Linked DNA regions of Danio rerio: region 1 is linked to region 2. Evidence: chromatin contacts called from public Hi-C data. All regions are on one chromosome and are shown on one strand. Each heading gives the region's core, a stretch centred on a gene start, on an enhancer-like site or on the middle of the called end of the contact. The rest is flanking DNA. Distances are from core to core; before and after follow the strand shown.

Evidence for each region. A called contact is a pair of places that touch in the nucleus more often than the background predicts.
Region 1: a Hi-C map of hematopoietic stem cells shows a contact between it and region 2, with 2.7 times the contacts expected there. The contact joins the promoter of mad2l1 here to the promoter of sirt3 in region 2. A contact is called at or near these places in 5 of 18 Hi-C or Micro-C datasets (caudal fin, embryo, hematopoietic stem cells and 1 more) and 2 of 4 datasets of contacts at active chromatin or transcription factors (caudal fin and embryo).

Annotation. Positions count from the first base shown.
Region 1 is chr7:58,625,731-58,632,110 of GRCz12tu, reverse strand. mad2l1 (MAD2 mitotic arrest deficient-like 1 (yeast)) reads left to right here and starts at 2,333. Exons shown (of 5, transcript NM_001017739.1): 1 at 2,333-2,505; 2 at 3,588-3,734. The coding sequence starts at 2,442.
Region 2 is chr7:58,498,642-58,504,487 of GRCz12tu, reverse strand. It overlaps sirt3 (sirtuin 3), which reads left to right and starts at 3,360. Exons shown (of 8, transcript NM_001080174.1): 1 at 3,360-3,516; 2 at 3,757-3,853. The coding sequence starts at 3,426.

The sequences.
Region 1 (6,380 bases), core at 1,084-3,583, 130 kb before region 2:
AAGCAAGTGCATCGATATCCATTCTGGCCAATCACAGATGTTTCTGTTGAGCTCCTGAGCACACGACCATTCAGCTCATGCTGATATGATCTCTCATTGGCTGCAGCTCGTCACTACATCTGACCGCATGTGGGGGCACATCTGGAATATTAAGCTTGCTAGATATTGGATTTCTGTCTCTGAGGTGTCGGAAACGCTTCAACAAGCCTCTTTGATGCGTTGGTCAGTAGTTCACACATTAAGACTGCTGAGTGCCAAGCACCCGCAGATTTTTCCCTGATCACAGCCCTGTCTGCGAGCTTGTTAACTTCCAAATCGAGCTCAAATCAGGCTAAAAATCCTGTAGTGTGGACTAAGCTTTTGAAATGTGTTTGTGGTCTTTTACTGATTCAGTAGGTGCAGAGAGTAGTGTCAAACAGCCATGTGTGTGTTTTTATCCTGTCGCAAAATGTGGCTAAAAGAACCTACATGATGGTAATAGTTTGATTACGGCCTTCACTCTGCACTTAGCTCTTCAATAGTGTAACTGAAATAGGAATACTCTACATGTCTTAATTCCATTTGGGTTCACGACGATTATGGCTTTTAGTATATCTGAGGTGCCATTCTATCACATGGATTTGAAGCATGGTTAATGTTTGTGGCTGCAGTTGTAGCCTGTGTTGGACGCGGCAGGTAAAAGAAACTGAACTCTGGTAAAAAGAAAACAAAAGTGGTTATGTCACACTCACCCAAGCAAACGAGTGACACGCACAACTCCCAAGCCCAGCCTGGGTTGCCAGGTGTGCAAAGCACTTGACTTGCAGTTTAAATTAAATCCTGCCTCCAATTTTTAGTGCTAAATTCACCCTCATGCTCCAACATCGCAACAACGACTAACTAACTACCATGGTGTCAAAATGGCATACAATTGACATCTAACATTGGACAATCCTGTAATAATAGATGGATGGCATGGATTTCCTGGTGGATGTCCGCTCCTAGATGGAGTAACACAATCCTTTCTTTTGTTTTAATGATTACTAATAAAGTTGAATGTTAAGGGGCCTGGACTATTTCATGACCTCATCCCGCTTCAGTGTAAAACTGGGGTAATATGTGTGTGATTGCTTTAAATGTGTTAAATGATTTGTCTCCTCAAGATCTACCCAGCCAGGCCAGAGGTCATGGAGACCTTTTGAGTGGACCTGGACTCTTGAAGAATTGGAAACAACTATCTATATTGCAATTTACTAATGTGTTAATTATGTCTGAAGTGTTATTAGCCAATTTAAGTGTTACATCTTTTAAACTTTGTATGTAAGCTAATTTGTATGTAGATTATACCAATTTTTAATCAGTTTTGATGAAGACGACCGAAAGTACAGTTAATTATTCAGGGGGGCTAATATTTCTGACTTCACTATGTACACACTGCCCCCCCCCCCCCCCCCCTCTCTCTCTCTCTTAAACATGTATTTATTCTTGAACATAGCTGCATATTTACTTTTTCCTCAGGTCAACATGCTGAGAAGCTGTCTGTCAATCAACATGAACCTGTCAAAAAATCCAATGCAATTTATTTTTAACGATCGATGACCCCCTTTTGATGACTGACAAGCAGCCTCTCACTAGCATGTTAATACGCAAACTACGCTCAAGAATGAATAAATGTTTGAAAGGGTGAAAAAAAAAAACTTAGCTTAGCATTTTCTTATTTCCCCAGTATTCGTTTAATTTTTTTTAATTATTTACCTGCCCGCACTATTAATTATTTAAATATTTATTCAAGTAGGAATTTGTGAATTTTTATAAACATTTGTGTATTTATTTGCATATTTATTTATTCATTTGCATATTTATTTATTTACATATTTATGCTGGAATTTATGGATTTATTTATTTCTTTGTTTATTTATTTATTTTTATTAATTGTTTCAGCATGTTTTGTACTCATAGCCTATAAAAAAGGCAAAGAAGCAAAATATTCTAACATGATGAATAGTGGAACACACTATGCTGAATAATACCACAAATAAATAAACCTTCAACAGGATTTTGTCAGAAATGTAGAACAGGAGATTCAACATGTTATTTGCACTTGAGATACTGAAGGAACAAGAAATACTTGGATGGGAATACTGAAAAAAGTAGGTTGGAATATATGAGCTAAAGCTTCAATTATATATTTACTTATGCAGATAGAGGGTCTGTGTATCTTAGGAGAACAGATTTTTGTTTATTTATTTTTTTCTTCAATGCAGTAGGTGGCGATAATCAAGTGATCCCCGCCATAAAACTGAAGAAGGAAAAATTTGAACAACGTAGTTCCGGGTTTGACGTGATGACGTATAAGCTTCCGCCATACGCAGCATCTAGATTCAAACTAGTCGGCGGTTAAAAAGAAAAACACAAGAAGCAGCAAGGACTGAAGTCAGATTCAACCAAACTTAACATTCAAGATGTCGAAGACGCTGAAGGGAATCACGCTGAAGGGGAGCGCGGAGCTTGTTGCTGAGTTTTTCTGTAAGTAATGTTTTTGGGCACGTGAATGCGTTGTGATGCGTGAATGGTGAAAGCGAGTGGCGTCGTGAGGAGTCTGAAGATTCTGTTTCGGGCCATTGCTTTTTAACGTCCCGTACAGTCACTATTCTCTATTTTTGCGCTGCTGTTTATCGCAAATTTAACGTCACACGTGTTTGAGTTGCATATTTGATATTTTTTTATGGCTCAGAATGGAAATATAACACATAATGTTACGTTATTACTAGAGGCAGTAACTAAACGAAGTAACGTTCGTTAACTTAGTAAGTTAAGTTAACGTTAAACATCTTCAGTGTTCCAGAAAAAGCTTGATGCAAAAGTTTCACTTACAAATCACAAGTTTTCTTTTAAAATACACGAAAGAAATATAGTTTTAAGTTCAGATGGTGTTTGTTTTAAAACATGACTGTCAATATATGAAAATCTAGACTTTTATTCAAATATATAATACATGAATTTGCTTGATAAACAATACATTTGAATGTCATAAGTAGGGCCAGATAGAATCTGCGCACATTTCTTTGCTATTTCTGTGTAGTATATTGTGAAAAATCTGCAGATTTATGCCAAATGATTTTGGGTAAATCATAACAAAATGTTTAACTTTAATGTTTACAATGCAAGTCCTATTAGATCCGTTTATTTGGTAAACAAAGCAATTCTCATATAATATTGCTACCATATATCTGCAAAAAGATGGATATTATTACTTTAAGTTTATCATATTAACGTTTTTATTTTAATCGATAATACTACTGAAATTAATAAAAAACGAAGATATATAAATGAACTTAGATTTACACACAACTAAACATATGGACTCGATGGGCTAATAATTACAGATTTCTGTGCGCGCAGATTCCATGTGGGCCTAGTCATAAGACATGTTGTAGATTGGTTTTTATTTTATTTTTTTTTTTGCAATGTTTTTATAATGGTGATCATTTTGAGAAATTCGGTGTCAAATATGTTGCACACTGAGTAGTTTATTTGGAAAATGAACTACATTTAAATATGTGTGCATTTGCCTTTTTTATTATAAAACAGATCTTTGTTATTTGCAGCATTTGGTATCAACAGCATCCTGTACCAGCGAGGAATTTACCCAGCAGAGACCTTCACCAGAGTCACACAGTATGACATGAGCCTTCAACTGACCACAGATACCAAACTGAAGAATTACCTCACCAATGTCATCTCACAACTCAAAGGTTGGTTTTCACCCACGTGTCCAAGGGAAGAAATATAGTTTACATTTATGACTGTTAATTTCAACAGTAGCTATGAAGTGTAGTAGGAGATGCATACATTGAAGGCATGAGTAATAGGGACTTTAAGCACTGGATGATAATGAAATGTCAATGTCAAATGGTCCAGGATTGCAGTGTTTGTTGTCATAGCTAAATAACACGAAAATCACCAAGCATCGAAACAAATGCAAGTGAAGAGTTGGTTTTGGCATTAAATTATTATTTAATGGAATGCGTCTTATGCCATTAATAAACATTGAAATTTCTTATCTATTAGCCTATTTTCCTAGACATTTATAGTTTTTAGTTTAGTTAAGTTTATTTGTTTACAGGGTCAATGCACATTAGTAAACATTACTGTAAAATGTGCCAGAATTAGCCAAGAATGGCTATTTTTCATCCGTAGACCCCTTACAGAATGTTAAAGTCACACCTAAAATAGAAGCACAATATTAAACATTAAATACACTTTCATGTAAAATATACAGTTAAAAAAGTAAAGGAAAAAAAAGAACAGACTGATGGCAGCAGAGGACAAAAAGCCAAAGACAACAGTACAAATGTGTCAAGAATACAGTATTAATGCTGACAATGCTGATTTGTCTGTAACCAATTTTTAACATGAGACTGAAAAGAACAAAAAGTGCATGATCTTCTAATTGTTGGTGGGATGGAGTTCCATTTCCTAGCAGCTTTCACTGAAAATACAGATTGACTGAATTTACTTTTTTTGAGAGGAATAATGCAGTCCCCTCTGTCACCTCTAGTAGTTCTGTGAGCAGTCGTTCTAATATTTACAAACTGATTTAATGGTGAAGTTGGGTTATGTTAAGTCTTAAACATTAAACAGATATGTACATATTTATCTAAATTTTCCCAACTATGCCGGTTGTATTTCTTTAATATTAAACAATGGTGATATTGAACTAATTTCTTATCAAGGGTTTTTATAGATTGTTAGTAAAATCCATGTAGCAGTTAAAATTAGAAGCACAATATTTTCTTTAAAGCAAACACTGGTTTTCAACACTTGTATGTCTTAATATAATGTAAATGATGCTGGTTTGTGAAGTATGTAAAAAAAAAAATTACTTGGATCATTGGTGTATAATCTTGTTGCTCTGCCTCTGGTGCTCCATCTGTTTCTATTGTAAATGTGGGACAAATGAGGATGCAAAATAATGATAAATTCACAATATAATGACAGTATTTGATCATGCCAATGTTAATCAGTCACTGATGGAGAAAGTTTCACCACTCATTAACAGAGAGCTGTTTCACATCGAACAGTAAGTTCAGAATTTCTGCATCAGCAATGAACCCACTGATTTTGGCTAGTATCGGCATGTTTGTTTGATCTGTTCTCAACGTCAATTTCACTTAGGGTGCTTTCACATCTAAATGTTTGTTTCTAAACATGGTGCGTTTGACTCGTTAGCGCGGTTCGTTTGACATATGTGAATCCAGCAATTGTGCTGATACACATCAAAACAATCAGTCCGAGATCGCCTGAATCACGTGGTCTCGGCTTGATAGAACAAGCTTTGGAGCGAATTAATTGTAGCGAGAAAGCAATACGAAACAATAAACTAACAAACCAGATTATATCAGTAAATGTGATAGAAACAATAATGAAAACCAGCATTCCTTTGTCTGAAAAATTACAAGCAGAAGTTGCATATTGTGGCATCGTATCATTGTTTTGTATGTTTGTTTGTCCTGCATTTACAATAGAAACTGATGGAGCACCGGAAGCGGAGCACCCAGATTATGCAATTGAAAACAATAGCGCCGTAAAATTATTATTATTTTTTTTCTTAAATAACATAGTGTTTTTTCTTCCTACATTTTTTGCAAAAAGGCATCATTCACAATAAGAATTATTGTAATTATTGTAATTACTGTAATTAATGCATTCTTTTTAAATAACTGGGTAAGAAAAAAAACTTTTTTTCCCCCCTTTGAACATGAAATATTTTATTTTGAGAAACATTTATAATATTTTAAAGTAGTAAATGGGCGAGGCAGTGGTGCAGTAGGTAGTGCTGTCGCCTCACAGCAAGAAGGTCGCTGGGTTGCTGGTTCGAACCTCGGCTCAGTTGGCGTTTCTGTGTAGAGTTTGCATGTTCTCCCTGCCTTTACGTGGGTTTCCTCTGGGTGCTCCGGTTTCCCCCACAGTCCAAAGACATGCAGTACAGGTGAATTGGGTAAGCTAAATTGTCCGTAGTGTGTGTGTGGATGTTTCCCAGGGATGGGTTGCGGCTGAAAGGGCATCCGCTGTGTAAAAACTTGATGGATAAGTTGGCGGTTCATTCCGCTGTGGCGACCCCAGATTAATAAAGGGCCTAAGCTGACAAGAATATGAATGAAAAAATAGTAAACGTGTCAGGCTAAATAATGAAAATTAATCATTGACTTGTGCTGTCTTCGTTTGTTTTAAAAACACAGATTTCTTTACAATTTAAAACTGCATCTCTGTAGATCTTTTCTGCTGGAGACACTTTTGTACTAAACTACAAAAAATGTAAATTTAAAAAATCTTACACGTACCTTAAAACAATATTGTAGAAAATTTAGTAAAGCTTTAAAACTTTGACTTCGTCAACA
Region 2 (5,846 bases), core at 2,111-4,610:
GAAGCATATTGTGTGATATGTTTGTAGGTATAAATAAGCTTGCCCTTTTTCTTTTTAATTACCTGATCAAATGCCAAATCTGTAAGTTTACGACGACCACCTCCCAGTTCATTACCACGTCTGCTTTCGTTAGCGGCTATAACTGATCATCGCATCGATTTTTTCAGTTGGCTCTTCAAATGTTAAATAATTATTCTTTATTAGTTCATATAATGCTATACATAGTTACTTTTAAATATTAAAAAATAAATTAGAAAATTACCAATGGCAACTATATTTACCTCCGGCCCACTAGCCTTATTTAAGATTGTTTTTTGGCCTTTATAAGAAAATGTTTGGACACCCCTGCTCTCCTCCGTTCTTGTAGTCGACAGCGCCATCTGGTGGTTTGAATGTAAACCGAACAAGGAAGGGAAAGCCAACATAACTAACATTCTTGATAAAAAAAGGGTCCCAGAATACTGAGGGTCATGCCTGTAGACTGAAAAAAAGGAAAAACGCCCAGCCCCGCACATGTAATAAGGGTCATTTTACAGAAATGTATATTTATCTGCACTAATGCCCCTAGTCTTAATATAAATATTACATTTAAAATTACTTACACAGAATTCCAATCAAAACAGCCATGCACTGAGAAAAGGTGCTTTATTTTCAAGTCTAAAACTATCTTTATTTTTAAAAAGGCGTATTGTAACATTGGTACTCTCTTTTCAGTTATCAAAAATGTATCATATTTATCGCATTTAGCTGACATCTGGTATGACCATTGCTTGAGTTTGATGGCATGTTTTGTTAGTTTTATTATAAAACTAATGTTGCCACATTTGTTTACTATTAATATATGTTTATTTTCAGACATCCCATCATGCATAAAATTATTGATAGAACATAAAAATGTGTAATAATAATAATAATAATAAGAAGAAGAAGAATAGCAATAATAATAATAATAGTAATAATAATAGGATATAGTTAAATAATTTACAATACAGAGCTATGTACATTCATTATGCCTTGCATGTAAAAAGAAAACAACTGTTTATTGCAACACATCAATTAAATCATCATTTTTGATCACAGTGTTTGATTTTCATTACCTTCAAGTTTTCATTAACTTGTATTATCATCTGACTACAAAGATCTTTCCCTTTATTTATCATAATATAAACAGTTTACAAAAGCATATTCTTTACAAAATGCTATATACAGTTGAAGTCAGAATTATTAGCACCCCTGTTTATTTTTTCCCCTGTTTTTTGTTTAATGGAGTGGAGATTTTTTTCAACACATTTCTAAACATAATAGATTTAATAACTCATTTCTAATATCTGATTTATTTTATCTTTGCCATGATGACATTAAATAATATTTGACAATATTTTTCAAGATCCTCGTATTCAGCTTAACTTGGCAGGTTAGGGTAATCAGGCAAGTTATTGTGTATTGATGGTTTATTCTGTAGACTATAAAAAATAAATAAATAAAAAAAGCTTAAAGAGGCTAATAATTTTGTCCTTAAAATGTTGTTTAAAAACTGCTTTTATTTTAGCCGTAATGAAACAAATAAGACTTTTTCCAGAAGACAAAATATGATCAAACATACTGTGAAAATGTCCTTGCTATATATATATATATATATATATATTTAACAGAGCAAAGAAATTTTCACAATATGTCTGTCAATATTTTTTCTTCTAATGAAAGTCTTGCTTGTTTTATTTTGGCTACAATAAAAGCAGTTAATAATTTTTTAAAAACCATTTTAAGGACAAAATTATTTGCCTCTTTAGGCAAATTTCTTTTCCGATAGTCTACAGAACAATCCATCGTTATACAATAACTTGCCTAATTACTTTAACCTGCCTAGTTAACCTAATTAACCTAGTTAAGCCTTTAAATGTCACTTTAAGCTGTATAGAAGTGACTTGAAAAATGTCTAGTCAAATATTATGTACTGTCATCATAGCAAATATAAAAATAATCAGTTATTAGAAATTAGTTATTAAAACTCATAAAAACTCAACTTATATTGTTTAGAAATGTGTTGAAAAAATCTTCTCTCCGTTAAACAGAAAACAGGGAAAAAAATAAACAGGGGGGCTAATAATTCCGACTTCAACTGTATATATATATATATATATATATATATATATATATATATATATATATATATATAATAGCATTGTAACTGCAACCCATCTCTGGGTAACTGCAACCCATCTCTGGGAAACATCCATACACACTCATTCACACTCATACACTATGGACAATTCACCTGTACTGAGCTCCAACTCCTCCTCCTATAAGAGCTCAGCTCTGGCCAAGTGGCTCTGCAGTGAGTACCACTTGGCTAAATATGACCCTATAGTGTATGTGTGCGAATGAGAATGTATGGATGTTTCCCAGTGATGGGTTGCGGCTGCAAGGGCATCCGCTGCGTAAAAAATGCTGGATAAGTTGACCCCAGATTAATAAAGGGACTAAGCTGAAAAGAAAATGAATGAATAAATAAATGGGTTTTCCTTCTTCAGGCCATTCTTCAGACTGATGAATGCTCCCGGTTGCCAGGTTTTCACAACAAAAGTATCACAGAACCCAGTCAAAAAGAGCCCGAAACTAGCCCAATAATATTAAAATATTTCACCACACAATTGTCTGTATTTAAATATATATCAATATAATTAATGCATTATGTCAAACTAAAACAACTACTGGCAAGTAGTTAAAAGTAGCGCGGATTTGACAATCTCCTTCAGTCCAGAAAGCAAAATTAAAGTCCGACTATTAGTGACAGACAAGACGTCCAGTTGTAAACTTGTGTTAAACAAGAAGAGTGTTCATAAACACATTTTTGCTTAAAATCAAGATATAATGTTAACGCAGTCCATGACCAACAGTAAAGATCTAGCAATGCACAACGTTAATCTATAAGCAATCTGGGGAAAATTAAAAACGTTATATATTTTATTAAATTTACATGATAATTATATAAAATTTGTATATTTTATTATGAAGAATTTTTGAGCATTACTACATTTAAATTAAATTTTGTTTACGCTGGCATTGCAGTTCCATCAGCAAGAACGAAACAACGTCAAAGCGGGTTCCAACTGTAAAGACTGTAGTAATGTCTCACTTTAAATTTTGACCTAAATTAGTTAAACAAAAAACTTATTTTGCAACCACACAGTAACCATAAAAAACAATGTTTTGTCGATACACTATATTTTTGCTGAAGGAATATATAAAAACGTACAATTAATGTTATTTTACCGACTCTGCTTTTTGGGAATCGCAGTATATGTATTACGGTAATAAGCGCGTCACAGCCTCACGCTGCTGTTCCTTCATGTTTGTTTACAAGCACAGATTCGATGCAATAATGTGCGCCTTTTAACAAAGCAGGAGCCTTGCTGTAGTCAATTATGCTGTACTTAAATACCTTTTTGCCAAGTGTTTGCAGACGCTGTTTTGCAGAGAATCTCTTATGGAGAAGAGGATTGACTACTACACAGAGTATATTCTTCTTATTGACCTACACATTATGTTCCTGCTTTACATTTCACAATCCCAAAGTCTTTACAGTCGATCGTGGTTGTCTGCATACGTACTAGTTAATTAATTAATTATCAACTGTAAACAATATTTTAATAAGACGTTTGAAAGGTTTGCTTTTTTAAGTGCGTTGTCTGTAATGCTGGTGTTTCTTTTTGATTCAGTGGTTGGAGAGAGAGTTAAAATGATGCTTTTCCTCAGATCTGTCAAGAACAAAGCTCGTTCATCAAAAGACTCTGTCACATTTCCCTCATGCACAGAAGGGTGCTGCATTTCTTTCACAGTTCATTTATTGCCCGTAAGTATTGCATATAATCCTGCTAAAGAACTGAAATGTATACATTGGAGAATTACAAATCTGTTTTTGGGGGTCACTAAGGTGCAGAGTTTATTGAGGTAAAGTTGGTTTTATATTCGCACATTCATTCAGTGACAACTTTCCTATTTTGTTTACCATGGTCAAATATTCGGCTTGAAATTGTATGCAAGTATGACTTGGAAACAACATAAGGACTATTTAATTGATTGTGAACAATGTTGTACTTTGATAGTCATTGGATGCTCATATATTTGAAATTTGCAAAGAATACTTACTAAAATGATATTATTAAGGAGAAAGTCCAAATGTGTGATTATAAAACCAACTTTACCTCAATGCAGATTTTAACATTATTTGTAATTAAATATACCTAAAGTAGCTAAATAAAGGTATTCAGATCAGAGATTATCTGCATCCAAATATGCCTACTACTGTATTATTTAGAAGAGTATGCAAGAAATAATATGTGAGCTTGATAGTATGGCTAAATGCATTGTATTCTTAAAATATTATGTGAGAAGTGTCCTGCAGGCTTACTACATCAGATGTGATTCTGTACACCTACTGAACACTTTTCTGCCCCTTAAGGAAACAGGAGAATATTTATTATTTACCACAAAGCTAATGTTGTATGTCACTTGACAGTGAAAAATGGTGGATGATTTGTGTTAATGTCATTTTAAGTTCAGATAAATTCCAAACCAAACTTAGAATTTGCACTCTAGACCATTTTAATGTGTTCATGTCGTTGGCCTACGAATATTTCTTGCTTGTTGTCAAACTATTTCATATCTGTAACAACAAGATTCAATCATAACTTTATGTTATAATAGTTATTGTAACTTTATTCATCAATATATGGAACTTTTTGGACTCTCAGAAGCTATGGAAATTTAAAATGTAAAACAAAAAATACATCAGGACCATTGTTATTGTTTACATCTCTCAAAATGCTCTATACAGTATGTAATGGTGTTTGCATTGGGAGATACAATGTTCTGCAGCTCTTATCAGAGAAAATGTAATCACCAACTTTTATCATGTTTATTTTTATAACAAATCACATCACAGCCTCTTTGTAAATATGGAGTAAGCGGGTGAGTATCTAAAGATAAACCTTTTATTATTTTTACAAATTCTAAATTTAATAAAAACCCTTTTAAAAGATTTACCTAATATATCAAGCTATATGTAAAAAAGTAGATTTGTGTGTGTATTTAGTGACATTTTGTCATCAAATTATTAATTTAAAGAGTCCAATTAAACTTATTCTCAAGTCGAGGTAAAGTTAGTTTTATATGCCCACATTTGCTCTGTGACAACTTTTAACATGCTTGCTATATTGTTTACTATAGTACTTTATATTTTTGGTACAAATTCAGTTAGGTCCATAAATATTTGGACGTCAACCCAATTCTAACATGTTTGGCTCTATACACCAACACAATAGATTTGAAATGAAATAAACAAGATGTGCTTTAACTGCAGACTGTCAGCTTTAATATGAGGGTATTTACATCCAAATCAGATGAACTGTGTTGGAATTATAACAGTTTGCGTATGTGCCTCACACTTGTCAAGGGTCCAAAAGTAATTGGACAGTTGGCTTCTAAACTGTTCCATGGCCAGGTGTGTGTTATTCACTCATATTTCAATTTCAATGAGCAGATAAAAGGTCATCAGCTAAAGCACATCATGTTCATTTAATTTCAAATCCTTTGTGTTGGTGTAAAGAGATAAAAATCTTAGAATTGATTCTATGTCTAAATATTTATTGACCTAACTGTATTTGGTCTGAAAGCACATGCAAGTATGACTTCAAAACAACATTAGCACTATTTATTTGACTGTGAACAATGTTTTCCTTTGATAGTCATTGGCTGCTACTTTGATTCACTATATAGAATCAGTATATAGAATTAACTTTACCTCAATTATTTTCATCTGTCTCCACCTCCTGAAGCAAACATTC